Regions from separate parts of the Hordeum vulgare genome. Here region 1 is linked to region 2. A link is a contact called in public Hi-C data. All regions are on one chromosome and are shown on one strand. The core of a region is the stretch at or near the end of the contact, and the rest is flanking DNA. Distances in the headings are between cores, read along the strand shown. Region 1 overlaps LOC123449396. Region 2 has its middle 180 kb from the start of LOC123449396.

Region 1 (4,253 bases), core at 458-2,957, 160 kb after region 2:
CGGGACCGGCTAAGTGGCCGTGTAGAGTAGGCTAGCCAGGGAAGAGAGGGAAACGGTGCGGCGCGGCAACGCGATTTTAAAACACCGAAAAACGTCTAACGGTAGACCGAATACGGTGCCGCTACGGTCGACCGTTCGGATACCAGACGGACTCCGATTGCGACGAAATTTGGCAGGCGGCCTACCTACATCTAAATAAGACCGCACGTCAAGTTTCAACCCAATCCGAGAAAGTTTTATACACGCTTTAAAAATCAAGATTTAAACGCTGCCGCGACGCGTGCGAGTGTGGTCGGGCTCAGAACGGGCAACAACGAGAACGGAGAGAACCGGCAACTACTAACGGATGCAAGTTTGAAAACTGACGGCAACGGAGTGCCGATGCAATGCGGATGATGCGCGTGATGCGATGATGATGCGACAAATAAAATAATCACATGACGAAAACGGAACAGAAAGGGAATCTTCTGGAACGTCGGTCTCGGACTGTCATAGCGGTGCTCTCAGTGCCACCGCGCTTGGTGCACCGGGACGCTCACACACTGACGAGGCCGGTGGGAAGACGGCGGCGGGGAGATGGCACGGGGTAGAGCGGGGCCTTGCCCTTGTTTGGGAAGCCGCCGGCCATGGTGCTAGGGTTTTGGTCGCCGAGGAGGTGGCTGGATGTGGACGGACGGGGTTCTGGAAGCAGATGGCGGAACCTACCGCACGCTTTGATTAAAAAAGACCGATCGCGATCGCTTACGCGTGGGTCCGAGGATGGCGACCGTCGTAAATAATATTGATCGCGGTGGTTGGGACGGACACCGAGAGGGCACGCGTGTCCGCGTCAACGCTTTTCAGTCCCAAATTTAGGTTAGAAATGGGTCGGGCGAACACATTTTGGCAATAGATCGACGCGTTGGAATATCATTTTTATCCGCACCTACCCAAACGGACGACGACATACGAAATGGGTCGCCTAATTAGAGTTGCTCTTACAGTTACCCAACAAATTATATCGCTCGGACCCAGTAGCAATATGCAATACTAGCATCGTTCCATGTCGATACCATGTCCTCCACCGTGCCCGTGCTGCCAAGTGCCAAGGCAAGGCAATAGAGAGGGCTGGGGGACCTCGATCGTACTAGCTACGTGCGCCGTCGGTGCGCGCCATCTTCTGCAGTCAGACAAGGAGAATTGACGGGATAGGGATGGCCACAGCACGCAATTATAAGTGGACTGGGAGATGCACAGATAGGCTGGCTATGGCTAGTGGAGACTGGTAGCACGTTGCCATTTGTGCGACTAGCGCTGTACCACACGTTTCCTCCCTCACCTTTCGATGGTGGTACACTGGCGTTCCGATATGTAGGGTTTCCTCCTGATACAAGGATGAAAGAAAATCCCAAACCAGTTTACATCGCCTGTGTGTAAAACCGAAGTGTAGTTGAGGTGTTGGATGACGAAAAAATCCAAGGCAAAACGATGACGTCAATACGATTGATCCCAAGTCTCTCCTGCACGTAACGGCTGACATAATCCCAGCAATGCCATGCAATCATGATCGTAATCCGGACGCACTGGACGACGGAACGGATCGTGCATGCAACGCGCTATGCGGCCGGGCGGCAACTTGTATTATCTTTCTCGCGCTAGCTGGGCCTCTGTGGTTGGTGGGTGGGTGGAAGAAGGGAAAGATATGATGCCGAGTCAGGGTGACAATGCCTGGGCACACGTGGCCCAATCCCAACTGGAGGCACGCCGCTGCTTTGCAATTGCAACTCGGTCGCGTAGTGCTGGCTGCCAAAAAAAGTCAGCAGCAAGGCAGCGAAAGGAGAGATAAGCCAAGGGAGAGGCCCTAGCTAGGACCTCTTTTTTTGCACTGCATCCCAGTCCCATCCCATGTAGTAGTATACTATCAAAGGATGGTGATTGGAGCTAAACCTCATGATGGCTGGAAGACAAACCTCGAACTCACGACAAATCAAACACCATATCTTGATGGAGAAAAGCAAAAAATCGGCTTGATGGGGATGGGGGGAGCATGGAAATATTTGAGTCAACTTGGTGGTTCGGGGTTGACTAGTAAATCTGCTCTCTGTATTTAGTGGGAAACCATGCACTTTCATTTCCCCAGGTTCATTCTCTTTCCCTGCAATATGTTGGCCTATAGTGTTCACTGAATGAAAAATGGATGATCAGGTTCATGCGTGCAGCGATCGTAAATCAATCAATCAATCAATCAATCAATCATGAGAAGTTAGCTAATACTACTTACCATGCTAATGCAGAATACAACCCCTCACGTCCCCATTAACAAGTGGCGCAAAGCATGCGTTTACATCATAAACAGAACCGCAAAAGATAAGAGGGCATTATTACCATGAGACGAACCTTGAGCCGGAACGGGGTCGGGTCGGGGAGGCACGGCGTGGTGCACTGCACGCTGCAACGAGAGACGAGATGTGGATGAGGTTGGAAGCGTCGGGTCACGGGGGCGGGAGAGGAGATGTGAGGTGAGGTGAGGTGACGGATGGATAACAGGCGATCGTGGGAATCTGATTCAGCCCTGTGGCCTAGGGCGAGGACTTTTTATCCAATCATATGATAGTGGCCACCGCGGTGTGCGTGCGTGCGGGCGGGTAGCTTTTGGTCCCTCTCACCCCCGATCGGCGATCTTGTTGCCGCATCCACCTAATTCCATTCCGTGGCGTGCCCCACCATGTTGATCTTGTACTACTACTACAACCGCAGCACACCTTCCATGGCTCCCCTTATCCCCCCATCCCTCCCTCCCTCCCTCCTATCTATCACCTCACATATTCTCTCTCGCTCGTGCACCTCGACTGACGGCGACCGCGATGGCTTTGCTTGGTTATGCAAAGCCCCTCTCAGAACACTAAACAGACCACGACGAAATGTACAGACGTAGCTCGTGCAAGTCAACTATGTGCCACCTTCCTCGAGTGGTCTGGGATTCAGCTACGTCCTTGGTAATCCCCACACTGATCCTTGCCAACGGCATCACACACTTGCACCCACCTAGCCCTCACACACATATGGTGACATCCTAATCTCTAAGGAGGCATGGCTGGAATTGTGAAACTAATTTTACTGAAATCCATTTCATTTTATCCTCGGTTGCCACCGACAATGGCCACGGCAACACAAATGGTTTGCCAAGAAACAAAAGGCGGCGCAGTTTTTTTTTTTTTTTTTTTGACAGCACAGTTGTTGGTGGTTTAGAGATGCTAAATGTAGAGAAGAAAAGGTGAAACAGAAGGCCAGTTACAATCCTGACATTGAGGCGGCTAAATCATTTTCCAATGGAAAACCTCATGCTGCATTGCAGGTTGGCTCAAGCCAGTCAAATAACAAGTTCTGCACACGTGTGCATCTGAGATATACTCCCTCCGTTTCATAATATAAGAGCATTTTTGACACTGCACTAGCGTCAAAAACGCAATTATATAATGGGACGGAGGGAGTATATTTTTTTATTTTCAGAATTTTCAACAGCAGACTAATCAGGTGCCCCTGCAACCCTTTTTTACACTTTTAGCAACGTTAGTTAAGAAGAACAATGGATCATGGTGTTGGATAACATACTCCTAGTTTTAGTCTAGACTGAGCGTGCTGTGTATTAACCCCAAAATATGGACGCCAACATTTGCTTGAGATTGCCGAGTTTGGTTACTGGGATTTACAGCAAATGATTCGGTTTCTCTTCATCTGCCACACATACCAGCAGGCTGGTTTAATACCACTAACCATAGCTCCATTGGTTCCTCCAAAGTTTGATGCATATCCATTCAACGCCATGAACCCAACATCATGCAAAAGGTGACACTGTAGATTTCATATCCAGCCTAAGCAGGACGAATAACCAAGTATTCCAAAAAACTTTAGCAACTTGGGACTAGATTTTGCCCTGATACTGGAAGTGCAATTTATAGTCATGCACTAGGTTAGCAAGAGTGGTTCGGCATGGGCCCTCTGCAAAGCCAAACAAGGAAAGGATTATCTTGGGTGTCGGATTAGTATTTATAGCAGTAACGGTTATTCATAAATAGAACAGGCAGAATTTACAGACCACCCAGGTATGTGTGAAGCTGTTGAAAATCGCTTTCCTGGCAGATATCAATTAGGGAATACACCCCAGGTCGCAAGGCCTCGTCAATTTCCCTACCATGGACAAGGGTGAGAGTGCTGAGACAAAAACATAAATAATTAAACAGAAGGTCTTCATCAAGGGAGAACATACCGTGTTA
Region 2 (4,172 bases), core at 211-2,710:
AATTGAAGTCGCTGAGAGCCCGAAGCCGAACCCCAGCCACCACCCACGCCGACCGCGGCCAGCGCCGCCTAGGCAGTTCCGTCGTCAAGACGCCACAGGAACCCGCCTACGCACGCCCCATGATGGCCGCAGTCGCGCCACCGGCGGATCTGCAGCAGAGGCCACAAGGGCAGTCACCACGACCCACAGGCCGCCACCCGGCGCCTCACCGCCGGCCGCACAGGGGGGCCGGGGCCGCGCGTGCAGGGCCAGATCCGGGCCGGATCTACGCCCACGCCGCCGCAAGGGAGCCCCCACTCGGCGCCACAACGGGCCACCGTGCAGCCGCCGTGCCGCGAGCCGACGCCCCACCACCACGGCGCAACACCTGCCACCACACCGCCGCCAGGAGCCGCCGCCGCCGCATCGTCGGGCCCAGCGTCCGCCTGACGCCTGTGCCCTAGTCTGGTTGCCCCGCGCCAACCACCACCAAGGGGAGAGGGGAGAAGGCGCCCCGCCACCAGCCACCGCGAGGGGCTTTGCCCATGCGGCTCCGGCCGGCGGCGGCGGCGGGGGAAGACAAGGAAGGGCGCGGGAGGGCGGATCTGGCTCCGCCACCCAGGTCGCCCATGAGGGAGCGACGCGGGGGCAAGGGAAATTAGATCCTTGAGTTATTATGGAACATATATTGATTTCTCCAACCCTCTCGACTCGTGGTAAATGATTGTAAGCCCCCGTTGCGTGGGTGATGCCCCAACCGATATCCTTTCATCAGTTACAAGTCCTCGTTCCTAGGGTCGAGTAGCTATTAAGCCGGATATGACGATAATGTTGATCGGTGTCCCTTTTACTTAGTGTTGGTTCAGTGTATTTTGCAAGTTTGAGCCAACGGCGTATAATTGAAGGAACAAGACAGACATTAACATTTTTTTGATGTAATTCTTTTTTTTTGCTATTTTTGTGTGTGTTTGAGTGCCTTTTCATTGTATTGTCTGCTGCATTTTTAGATAATATTCAAATCAGCTAAAAAAAAGATAATATTCAGTTATAAGATACCGTTTCGGTGTTGTTTCCAGAAAAACAGCCCTTGAGAGGTCGTGTGTTAGTTAAGTAGACTGTTCATTTATGAAGTCTCGATGATTTCACTTTTTTGTATTCCAAACATGAGCTGAGAATAACAATAGCGCCGGCGAGACAAATCGGATCCCGGTCAAAATCAGGTCGAGCGTGAGCTACAGGACACCGAACCACGGATATTTCGTGTGATCGAAACGGTGCTAATCCATATATGCGAAGCTATCAAGCGCGTCTCCAACTTCCAACATGTAGCGCATGATCCAGTGTACGCTGCCAAAAGCAATCGCCGCACTGAACGTTCGACGCTAACAGATGACAGGAGCTTCTTCTGGATGATGTGTCCCGGTCGGAGCCCACGTGAAACCCAGGGGGCGCGTCGCCGTCGATCAACCGGAGCTTGTCGCTAGAAATCGAGGTGGTAGTCGCTAGCAAGCTCCGCTCCAGCAGGTTGTGATCTCTCTCGACCGCCGGCCGTGGCACGTCGATGACGATGTGGCCGGCTACGGCTTGCTGTCTCGCTGACGCTCCCTTTCCGAGCTGAGCTACGTTCCAAAACCCCAACGAGAAGACGCTCCCTTCCACACAACAGCACCAACAGAGCCTACCAAAATAAAATGCATAGTGCAGATATTGGCCGGATTGCGTACCAGTGAAAAGGAAATCAATAAAATTCTACAAATTCTGCATCCTCTTTCCATCGCAGAAAAGAAAACAATGCACATTTTTTTTGGATGAAATATTCATGTCTTCTTTCTGTTATCACAAGTTTTGTTTGTTCTGAAGCTTCAGGATGAGTAAGTGAATTTCAATTTCTGAGACTCTTGTACTAACAAATAAATAAATCAAAACCCAAATACATCGGCGAATCAACACGTACACATAACTTGGAAGAATACAAATGCACCCGTCATTCTCACGACCAATCAGGATCTTACTCGTTACGGGCGATTGGACGGAGAACATATACACCTGCAAGCTTTTGGAGGATTTACACACCTCCAACCACACGGCGTGCCAACCGAATAAGTCGACGCGAAAGAAAGAAAAGAAAGATCCCATGGAGATATAGAGATCCCTCCCGGCGCCAACATGCGCAATGCATGTTCGCTGCTCCACATACACCATATACTCAAGGGCCCACAATCTTTTTATCTACATTTCTACTGAAAGCTACACATAGATTGATCCCTTGGGAATATTGCAAGTGGATGAAATATATCATTTTCCGAAGAAAGGAGGAAACAGAAAAGATGAATTTAAAAAACAAATAAGCCGATAACAATGCATATATGCATGAGGACATATGCATAACTAAAGGCATCTTCAAAGCGGAACCTCAAACCATCCAGACTGCACGGTCCGGACGTGTTGTGTCATCCAAAACGGACATGTATCGGTCCATTGAGCGTTCCAGACGTAATTTTTTCGGCCAATGCGAGATAAACTGGACGGGGTGGGGGGAGCGGGGCTATATGGGTGTCTGGACAACGGCCACATAGGACTCCAACATCCGCGGCCCACCGAAAACCCCTTCCGGCACCGTGCCTTCATCCTCTCATTTCCTCTCCTACAATTTCTCTCTCTTGCTTTCGTTGCCGCTCCACCACACCGACCACCACGCCACATCCCTGTCAAAACTCAACAAATTCGTCACCTCCAACGGTACTCCCGGGCTCTATGTTGTGCCTCCTCCGCCATTGTTCTACACCTCTTCTCCGACCGCCGCACATGTATCATCTCCTTCTATGATGCTCACTATGCTCGACAGCTGTTCGAACAACTGCCCGAGCTAATTTTTGTGTCCCTTATTTTTTGAAACAATGGATTCGGATATGGAGTACATATACGAGCACTATGTTGAGTCGTACGATGGTTCGTCCGACGAGGAGGACTACATAGATGAGACATGGATGATGAAGGTGGTGCTTGCAGCCGCGGAGCATGCGGAGGAGCATGTTCTCAAGTTCAAGGTATCGATGAAGGCTCATTGTGTGCTCAACTGCAAACGGGCGCACGGCCATTTAATGCTAATGGACGACTACTTTTTCCCCAACGTCCTCTTTGTTGACAACTTTCGACGACACTTTCAGATGCGCAAAAATGTCTTCGATCGTCTCGACCAAGAAATCTAGTCCCTTTATGACTGCGTCATTTGAAGAAGGATGCCATGGGAATTGTTAGTTTCTATGGTTACCAGAAGTGCGCGGTCGCACTACCGATGCTTGCATATGGCCACACTATGTCGGATTGGATTTTGGATTTGAGATCACTTGATGTAGGTATTGCATGTGGATAGTTGTGGTGACAATGGGGTGTTCTATTAATTTACTTGATATATGTTTTGGTATGCAACTTGCGGATTCCCGAGGTGACATTGGGTCTATGTATACGAGTTGATACACATTCTTGAGAAACTTTCTCCGATAGAAATATTGAGGTACTTGATCCTTGTGATATGCATTGGGTTTTCCTTGAGGAACGGATTATCGCAGCACAATGTGGATAAGTATTTCCCTCAGTTACGAAACCAAGGTTTGTCGAACCAATAGGAATATCAACCACAACCCTCTTCAACGGCTGCACACAAAAGAACAAACAACTTGCACCCAATGAGAGCAAGAGGGTTCTGAATCCCCTTGAACTTGTTATTTGCAAGCGAGTGAGGTGTGTAGATAATTATAGATAATTGTAAATTACAAAATAAAATAAAAGCAAGCAAATATGAGCAAGGTATTATGGTTTTGCAAATATGTTGTGAATAGACCGTGGGGCCATAGTTTTTCCTAATGGCATCTCTCATGAAAAATAGCATACGATGGGTAAACAAATTACTGTCTGGAATTGATTGAAAAGCAGATAGTTATGCAATATTCATGGCAATGATCATGTGTATATAGGCATAATGTCGATAAACAAATAGGTCGATTCTTGCCTGCACCTATTACTATTACTCCACTCATCGACCGAATAGGCGAATTCCTGCCTGCACCTATTACTATTACTCCACTCATCGACTGCTATCCAGCATGCATCTTGAATATTAAGTCAAATAGAGTAATGCATGGAGAACAATGGCATGATGTATACAAAGTAAACTCAAGCAAGATGAATAAACC

The links. Hi-C and Micro-C count contacts between places; a contact is called where the count stands out from the background.
Region 1: a Hi-C map of leaf shows a contact between it and region 2, with 2.7 times the contacts expected there. The contact joins two enhancer-like sites. A contact is called at or near these places in 3 of 6 Hi-C or Micro-C datasets (leaf and seedling).

What each region holds. Positions count from the first base shown.
Region 1 is chr4H:544,342,699-544,346,951 of MorexV3_pseudomolecules_assembly, forward strand. It overlaps LOC123449396, which reads right to left. Exons shown (of 10, transcript XM_045126607.1): 8 at 4,247-4,253; 9 at 4,076-4,167; 10 at 3,501-3,978. The coding sequence ends at 3,902. Among protein-coding and RNA genes, the nearest start is that of LOC123449396, 19 kb to the right of the region's middle. Within about 2 kb of position 1,708, at least 3 of the 3 cell types and tissues checked have open chromatin away from gene starts, as enhancers often do. A contact at or near this core is called in leaf, where this site is marked.
Region 2 is chr4H:544,178,396-544,182,567 of MorexV3_pseudomolecules_assembly, forward strand. No RefSeq gene overlaps it. Among protein-coding and RNA genes, the nearest start is that of LOC123449396, 180 kb to the right of the region's middle. Within about 2 kb of position 1,461, at least 1 of the 3 cell types and tissues checked has open chromatin away from gene starts, as enhancers often do. A contact at or near this core is called in leaf, where this site is marked.